2 separate regions of the Capsicum annuum genome follow, and region 2 is linked to region 1. The links are chromatin contacts, called in public Hi-C maps. All regions are on one chromosome and are shown on one strand. The core of a region is the stretch at or near the end of the contact, and the rest is flanking DNA. Distances in the headings are between cores, read along the strand shown.

What was found. Hi-C and Micro-C count contacts between places; a contact is called where the count stands out from the background.
Region 2: a Hi-C map of leaf shows a contact between it and region 1, with 3 times the contacts expected there. The contact joins two enhancer-like sites. A contact is called at or near these places in 2 of 5 Hi-C or Micro-C datasets (leaf and placenta).

The regions. Positions count from the first base shown.
Region 1 is chr3:205,817,049-205,821,862 of UCD10Xv1.1, forward strand. No RefSeq gene overlaps it. Among protein-coding and RNA genes, the nearest start is that of LOC107863338, 210 kb to the right of the region's middle. Within about 2 kb of position 2,278, at least 2 of the 5 cell types and tissues checked have an H3K27ac peak or open chromatin away from gene starts, as enhancers often do. A contact at or near this core is called in leaf, where this site is marked.
Region 2 is chr3:206,037,059-206,041,872 of UCD10Xv1.1, forward strand. LOC107863339 (serine/arginine-rich splicing factor RS31) reads right to left here. Exons shown (of 6, transcript XM_016709221.2): 4 at 4,575-4,807; 5 at 3,825-4,466; 6 at 2,712-2,983. The coding sequence ends at 2,914. Among protein-coding and RNA genes, the nearest start is that of LOC107863338, 12 kb to the left of the region's middle. Within about 2 kb of position 2,468, at least 4 of the 5 cell types and tissues checked have an H3K27ac peak or open chromatin away from gene starts, as enhancers often do. A contact at or near this core is called in leaf, where this site is marked.

The sequences.
Region 1 (4,814 bases), core at 1,028-3,527:
CAGGTCTAAATAATTTGATACTTCGTTTATATTTACTCTATATATATATCATTAAAATATTTTTCTTGATATACAGAGTGTGACGAAGTTAGCTTTTGATATTAAAGTTTTCTACATACGAAGCCTTTTATTTAAATAGAGTAAAATACATATAAAAGCCAAAGTTTTTTATTGAAATATTTATGTGGCATGCTAAAGTATTTATCTGAGACATTAATTTCATTTTTAGTGGTTCGTATGATATAGGGTCGAAACATTAAGTTATTTTTTTAAAAAACAAAGGTGCACTATATAAACTTTCTCTAGTTTTTAATTTAGAAGTATATATGCAAATATTTTAGATTTCAAATTTAATTATTTTTTGTATCTCTTCATAGCATTAAGATGTGAAAAAGAAAAGCTTCTTGGATATTTTGCCTATAACAGTCAAATAATATGTAAACAGCGTACAACAATCAATTACTATAAAAATTTAAAAGAATATCGGAACAATTCAGACTGTTACAAAGAGGTCTGACTATAGAAAGAATAGATTTTTCTTTTTACTTGTTCATTTTAGTAAATCAAATGAGATTTGTTATTTTCATTCAATATTACACTTGTAATTAAGTAACTACACTAAATACTAGTTGTAGATAGCTAAAATTTGTGGACTCCACAAAAAGAGTTCAATTTTGGTTAGAGTTCTTTTGGGACTACTTTACCCTAAATCTAACTTGGTGGCTACTCTATCTAAATCCTAAATTACGCTTTTATGAAGGGGCAAATATCCCTTCAAAGAGGCATCTTCAACATCTCCAAGATCTGAAAAGTCCCAATAAATTCATGGGATATTCATAAAGATCAAAACCCTATCTTCATTGAAGTTTTGTGGACTCTAAAAAAAGAGTTCAATTTTGCTTAGAGTTCTTGGGGGCTAATTTATCTTAAATCTAGCTTGATACCTACTCAACCTAAACCCTAAATTATGCCTATATAAAGGGGGCAAATATCCTTTAAAGAGGCATCTCCAGTATCCCACAAATTCACGGATATTTACAAAGAGATCAAAGATCTGAAAAGTCCCAATTCATGGGATATTCGTAAAGATCAAAACCCTCTTTTCTTGATAATCAAAACACATATTCATGGGATATTCATAAAGATCAAAACCCTCTTTTCTTGATAATCAAATACATCAAGAAGACAAACCCTCCGGAGATCAAATCCAAATGTTCCTACGTTCGAGAAATACGTCACGGAGATCAAATTCAAATGTTCCTACGTTCGAGACCACTAACGGCCGTCGAATTACGGAGAAATTCATATTCAAATCTTCATACATTCGAGAAATATGCTACTGACGGCCCTGAAGAATCAAGGGAGGAACAGATTTGTACCCCATCGTTTATCAATAAAAATTCTTGTTTCTTCATATTTTTATTTGTGGTTAAAATTTATTATCTATGAATTAAATTATGTTGGAAACAAATTGGCAAGTCCAGTGGGACCAAATCTGTCCTTCATCTCTTCTCTCATAAATCAGATCTACAAATCTGTAGCCAACTGCATAAAGATGGAAGCTCCATTGGTACTTCAAGACTAGTCATCAAATATCTAGTATTCAAACTGAGATTTTCAAAATATAATTAATCAATATAATTTAATAAAATAAACCCCTAATAAATACTCTCTCCATTCATGTTTACTTGTCCAATTTGAACTTTGCATGCCTATTAAAAACAACAACGATAATTTGAGTATATTATCACAAAATCAGATTCATGTAACTATGCATGGATACAATAGATACCTATCTGGGGTTGCTCCAAATACATTGCATTTAATACAGAATGCACTAGATATTTGATAGTTGATACGCTAGACGAAATGGATATCGAATACACTAGATGAAATTAATTTTGGATGCGCTGGTGATATTGTATTGGATACATATTTTCATATTCTGCGAGACATAATCGTACAAAATTGCTATTAAGCACGGAAATACATGAAATTGTGAAACTCAAATACATTGTGACATTCATATACAAAGGAGAGTAAGGAGAGGGGTGCGTGAGAGAGGCAGACGCGTACATATCTGATCAGATACATGTATACAACGCCGACCTACCTAGATCCAACTTGCAAATTATGTAGTTTGTGAAATTTCCGTCTTACCTAGTAATTACCTTCTAAACATCGATGCTTTGTGTAGTTTACTCCTTTTTTTTCTTTTCTTTTTTTAAGTTTTATTCCCCAGTTTCTCCGTATTATGTGGAATTGAGAAATTTAAAGAAGGTGAAGGAGTAACATCTGAACTATTTCTTGAACTTCATCGAATCCCAACCAAATCTTAAATATTCACAATGGTACGAAATCCACTCATGATTTTGTCTCTAATCCTGCAGGTATCTAGGAAGATTTAACATTTAAATACTACTATAATAATGCTATGAAGCAAAACCTAAGTGGGCTAGAGGTCTCCTACGTCCAAATTAAAAGATAAGATGTTCATTATTCGTACAATTAATTAAACAAAAAAAGAGCTTAGCTGCCATGACGAGAAAGTCTCCATGATATTCAGCCCTTGCGATGTTTAGAAGAAGAAAGTCATTATCAGGGATCCTAAAATGGGTTTGATCTTGATATTTTGTTTTACATAAAAAAAAAAAAAAAAAAAAAAAGTCTTACAAGAATAACCTCCATAAGAGTGATCTTAATTTTTTGTCTCAGCTTAATAAATTTTTGGTCATAAGATAGATGTTCATGGCATTAGAAGATAATGAACCTGCACAATTGCTCAGAAACTCTACTTTATAGGTCAAAATTAGAACTTAGATATGTTGTTTCTTTCCTCCCCTCAGCCATACATCCTCTTTTTAACAGAAACTCTAGTCCATGTCATTTCAAGATAATGAACCTACACAATTGACTAAAAATTTCACCTCTTAAACGACTATTATAACTTATTTAGTAAAAATAAAAATTCAAGATCATATACATCAGGGGATAAAAATTTCAAGACCAATCACTTTGAAAAACACTAAACGCAATTTCCTGATGAATAAGGGATTGGAAAAAATACATAAAGTAACATACTTAAGTATTAAATTACAAAAAATAGCAACACTTTTATCAAATTACATTTTGTAGCATATGTATTTGTATGTATTTGTCTTTTTGTAGCAATAGTTTGCAAAAATACAAAATGCATATCGATCATAAGGGCAGTAAAAATCATATGTATTTATATTTTTATAGCAACAGTTTACAAAAATACAAAATATAACTTATTATATTATATAATTATAAAACTATTACTATAAAATTCATAATTAAGAGGATAAGTATTTATTTTTTGAATTTTGCCCCAAGGATTTCCTCTATGTGGCCCAATTGACGTTATACCAGATTAGTGGCCCAATGCCTCAACTTGTGGGAAAACTTCTCTTTTTCCTATTAATAGGATAAGATTGTTTAATAATGGAAGCAAGTCAAAAGATCTATCACTTTGGGAGTGGATATCTAGTAGGAAGCTATGTACTTGGAGGATATCAAAGTTTATGAGTTCACGAAAATTTAACAATTTTTTAATAAATTTTATATTTTTCTTAAAAGATTTGTAAAATGCATATGAATTTTAATTATTTTTTACTATTTATTCTAAAGTTAATATATCAATTTTAAATTTTAAATTCTGAATTCCTTCGTATGGGTGCATCTATTTTGGCATCAGAATAAACATTAATGCTGTCTCACCGATCCCAACACGAATATAGTTATCTATCTTCTGTGCAGAATAATTATAGTATTATAACACTATAGAGCGTAGGAACACACAGTTTGAAGCACTTACCTGTGAATAGAGCCAAAGAATTGGGCATGCATCTTTTTCCAATAGTCTCCATCCTAACACATGAATAATAATTAATTACTACTATATCATATTGATGTTCATCTTCTTCCCTTTACGTGATCTTTTATATACTTTAGTTAATTACGTGATGTGTACGACAATTCTATTTTATTTATTTCCTAAAAGATGTATATTCACATTTCTCCTTTCCATATATATAATTGCAAAAATAAGGCGGAATATAAAAAGAAAGCCACCACCTTTTGCAAATTGTGGAAAATCACACGTCTAGTTTGCAAAATGTAAACAAAAATAACAACAATAAACATACCCAGTATATTTCCCTTGAGCGACAAATATAAACCAAATAAATTGAAGAAACAGCACACTTCATTCGACTCAAGTTAAAGATATAGTTAAGTTTATTTTAAGAAAAAAAAAGCATATAATTATAATAGATATAGTTAAGTTTATTTTAAGAAAAAAAAATGCATATAATTATAATTATCCATACTTTATTCTATTGCGTGATAGTTGTCATGCTTATCAATGAAGAGGACATCAATATCTTCCACTTATAGATCCACTATTAAAAATTATAGATATTTAATGAAGGCCAAAAAATTCAACATACTAGGATTCGAACCCTAGCATGTAGTGCCCTTGGCTTTTGTTGATCACCTTCTACCGCTGAGCTATTTCCTTCAAATTTATCAAGGATGTTCAACACATGATATTTAACCAAATAGAGCCGCATTTTACTTATATATACAATATAATTTTTTGACAAAGAGTGTTCGCCTGTTGATAGGCTGTAGCTCCGCCCCTGGCTTAGAGGGAAACGAACCAGTGTGATGATCTTTTAGCAAATAAAGGACACGATCATGGAGAGACTTTGATGATACTCCAAAGTATAAGGGTTGTTGGATTGAGAAAGATTTATTTCGGAATAATTAATTTTAGAATTAATGATTTT
Region 2 (4,814 bases), core at 1,218-3,717, 220 kb after region 1:
ATTGTTAAAGAAAAAGTTTTTTTTTAAAAAAAATAATTTAGAATACGAGAGATTTCTCATTTTCTCCCTATTTTATTTCACCTATTTTTTTAAAAAAAAAAAAATTAAAATATCTAATTTTTAAGATAAAGGTCCAAAAAAGGTGATAAAAAATTAATCTAAAATAAAAGATTCGATTATTTCTCCTACGTTATTTCACCTACTTTAAAGAAAATAAAATAGCTAATTGTTAAACAAAAAGTTCCAAAAGAAAATTAAAAAAAAAAATTGACAATGAAATTAAAAGATGAAATTCTTGCATAGGAAAAAAGTAGGAAGAGAAAACTTTTTGTTGTTTTATTTATGGACATGTTGCTAAAAATGTGGGATCATAATATTTTTTTAAACTAAATATATAATGTATTTATTGTCTAAACTATAGTTAGGGTTGTATTTTAGAATAATTAAATCTTACCCATTCTCACTAATCAAGACAGGAACTTGGGGAAAATGGAGAGAGTGAAAATGGAGAGGAGCAGATCCCTAAAAATAGTATAATTTTCCGACGAATGGAGTTCGGATGAACTCTGAATTCAATATGGCTCCGCCACTAGGGCGTGCATGCATGGGAGTCTACGGAATTTGTCTCTTTTGAGATATGCTTTAATTTTTTAGCCGCATCCATCGGTTGATTGGTAGACTTGGAAAAATACTTTGGCCTTAATTTGGGTAAATCAATTTTGCAGCTGGATATTCCAGCACCTAAAGCCTGTAATCCACTGGAAACAGATGTTATTTTATGTTTTCCTTCTCCTAATTTAGGACATTCAATAACAAAGAAAATGAAACTATGTCAAGCGTATTAGTTTAGTTGAGTGGTGGCCTAGTGGTACTTGAGATTTACTTCTAAAACCGTGAATTCTTTTTGTCTTCCCCGTGAAAGTTGGCGTCTTAGCCTGACTTCATGAGCTTAATCAATTTTTGAAATAGTAGACATTCAACATTCGTCTAGATTTCAATAGAAATTAAGGTTTACTGTCTGTTAGGCGCGCAGCATTCCCCATATTCAAAGACTCAAATTAAGATGCCTACAGAAAAATAGGCCATTTGGTGCTACATTTGCTTATGATGATTTGATTGCTAGGAATTCACTGGAAACAGTTGTTACTTCTTACTTTTATTTTCCCTTCTCCCTTTTTAGGGCAATCAATCACATGGAAAGTGAGACTTTATGTCAATTACCATACAAGTTTAATTAGTTTAGTGGTGTTTATCCATAAACTAGTGATTCAGGCACATGGATTATGATGATGACCAAATAGAATGTTCTTGACTTGCTAATGAACGCAATAAAAAATAACAAATAAGAATAACAAATTAACAGGTAATGAGTAGAACAGATCAAGTAAATCTTATTAAATGGTCTCTTGAGGAATTGTGTCTAGCAGTGTGTCACCGAGAAAGCAGAGCTTGAGAGTAAGGTTACATTATAGTCTCGACACTCAATAATAACGTCTTGCACGATTTACGCCCTTCGTAATGATCCCTATTGGCATATTTGAGCCGTTACGTTCATGGTTGTGAAACTGCCAGATTGAAACCCAAATTTTTCGAAAACGGTTGTCGATGGGGCTTTATCTAGACCGGTCGCTAGCACGCTCCCGTCTAGCTATCTCGCAGGTAGATGTGCCTGCATCTTGCTTCGGATCTCCAATGGACAAGAACACCTTGCTGGATATGACTTAAGGTTGTACTCACTGTTAACTCCCGCTGAGCTGGATCTGATAAGACTTTGATTGTCACGCGTCACCTTCTGATACGTCCAAATTTCAAATCCAAATTTTGACCCATACAAGTGGGACTTGCAATTTACGTATGAAAACATGAATTCTTTTTTGTCTCTCCTATCAACGTTGGCGTTTTAATCTGACTTCATCAGCTCATTTGGTTCTTGAGATCGGAGATTTGAATATAATTAAATCTTTGAATCAAAGGTTAAATGTGACCATTGAGGTCTAACATTTCATTAGGTACTTAATAATAGGAACAAGATTTATTGTCTGTCAGCTGCGACGTTTCCCTAGTTTCTAAGAGATGCCAAAATAAAATAGGCCAACCCCATTTGCTTTCGACTGGGCGATAAATATACGTTTAATTAGTGAAGACAAACCTTTTCTCATAATGTGTTGAATACAACTCAATATGAGGTATGCAGCTCTTTTAGGGCTCATTTGGCACGAGAGATATTAATTTTAGGATGAGTTCATCCCATGTTTGATTGGAATAAAATAGGGAGATAGCTTATCCTGAAATTAGTTATCCATGATAACTTGTTTTCCAACCAACCAAGCCCACTCTAGATCAATTGGCATGTCATAACTTTGACTTTGTACTTAAAATTTTTAGTTACTTCTAACGGCAAGGCATTATATAGTGGCCCTGCAATAGGGATGGTGATGGCTAAAATCACGGAAAGTACAGGGCCTGTCCTCTTCGAAGAAACAGAAAAGCAATAGCATAATGAAAATTACTTGAGGTTGACACCCTCGTAGATGGGGGCCAATCTTATTTTTTCAGTCCTATCACCCTTTAAAGATCCAAGTTTTCTTTGGTTGCTTAAAGGTTTAATGATGGGAGTTATTGCCAAACCTTGCTTCAGACATTCCAACAGACCACGCTCCATATTCTCCCACTAGGCTAAAGGTAGGGTAATTGATGATAATTCAGCCACAAATATAACAGACCGACTCTTACTCCTCACCAAATTAAAACTGTCCGTACTGAGAATATTTAAGGACCACACTTGTTGGTCCATACATGAAAAAATATCCAGGAAGCAAGACTAGCAAGTCTGAAGCAATTATATCAAAGGTGTAGTACCAGTGCACCATGTTCACCAATATGTAACATTTCCATCATATTGCTCCCGAAATGCTACCGTACTGTTGTGTTTCTCCTTTTCTGACTTGAAGATCTTTGGCACCTAAAAATGCAGAGATGAGACCTAAGAGAGATTCATAGAACGATTAGTCGATAAACACTAAGTTGTATGAGACAAAGACAACTCTCATTCTGCAAATAGAGTACATAAACAAAGTAGGCTCCTCTACATGTGACTGACTACCGCTAGCATGAGTATTGATATCGACATACAAAAATACAATAGTCTCATCAAACAACTAACTTTGTGGATCAATGTCAAACTATTACATGAGTCCTCTAGATTCATTCTGCTCCAACAAAACTAGTCATTCTACACTCGACCATTTGACTTGTAATAAACAAAGAATTTTCTAAAAATTAAACACCCATATTTAACTAATACGAATAATGATTTGTTTTACATGAAAACTTTACTAATTAATCATCACTGAAGAGGGGGGACAACAAAAACTGTTGATGATGCCAGCTAAGAATGATGAGGCCCAAGTGTCTTACCAGATAAGTATCAAATGGAGAACAGAGTATGAAGTAAACAGAAAAAAAATAATACAAGGTAGCAGTTCTAAATCACTTCCAAGAGCAAAATCAATTTTCCAAGGTATATTACAATGGTTCTGAAACCCACATGCTACTTTGATGCTCTAGCATCTTCAAGGTGTAATTCTACAAGCACCACTTTCAACATAACCATCCTACAGACATTACTCCTAGGATCAAAACAGCTTCAAGCAAATTAGGAGCGCGATCTTTCCCGAGCTGGAGGTGAACGACTGCATCACCAGCAAAATGATTGAAGTACAACACTTATTAGGACAATATCATAATTTAGAACAGGCAACGGAGCACAGAGACGCCAAAAAGGAAGGCCACACAAAAGGCAAGTAAACTAGTAAGGTGCAAACCTCCTGTATCGCTCTGAACTTCCCCTCCCATCACGTGCAGGGCTTCCTACTGGTTCAAGTTTAGGACTTGGGCTGCTGCCACGATTATAAGCATTTGGGCTATATTTCTCGCTTCTCTCCCTTTGAGGACTAGGACTGGGTTTATTGCCATAACCAGGACTTCTGCTTTTCAAAGGGCTGCTGCTCATAAGGCCATTTCCTGGATTTGTTCTCTCCCTGCGAAGGCTAGGGCTACAGACATTGCCATGACCAGGCTTTCTCTCCTTTTCTACAGCTGGACTATTACCACGGCCATACTCAGAATTCCTTTCCCTATGATTAGGACTTCGACTAGGGCCACGACCATAACCAGGACTTAGCTGATCTCTACCACGACCAAAGTCAGGACTTGGCCCATCTCGACCACGGCCATATTCAGGACTTAGCCGATCTCGGCCACGACCATAGTCTGGACTTGGACGATCTCGACCACGACCATAGTCTGGACTCCGCCTGTCTCTTCCATAAGGACTATGAGATCGGCTTCGGTCATAACCTCTCCTAGGTGATCGATCATAGGTTTTACCAGGACCATATCCATCTTTCCTATCATCATCATCTTTGATTGCATACTCCACTGTGATAACTCGGTCCATCAGCTTACTGCATTTAAACATGTAACAAGCAATCAAACGAAAGGTTAGGTCAAATTAATGTGGAAATTTGGAAACTACATGCCCAATTCCAACGAAAATTTATGAAAGCATATACCTCATATTCGTTGCATCCAGGGCTCTAGTGGCATCCTCCTGTGTCTCAAATTGAATAAATGCAAAATTCCTCCGGATCCTTGTATTGAGTATTTTTCCATATGGATCAAAGTGCCTTTCCAGATCCCTTGTCCTAGTATTATATGGATCAAAATTTATGACAAACAACGTCTTGCAAACTCTGACACTTGATGAAGATTTACTAGAACCCTCAGGCTTCCTGCCTCGTTCTTCCTGCAGC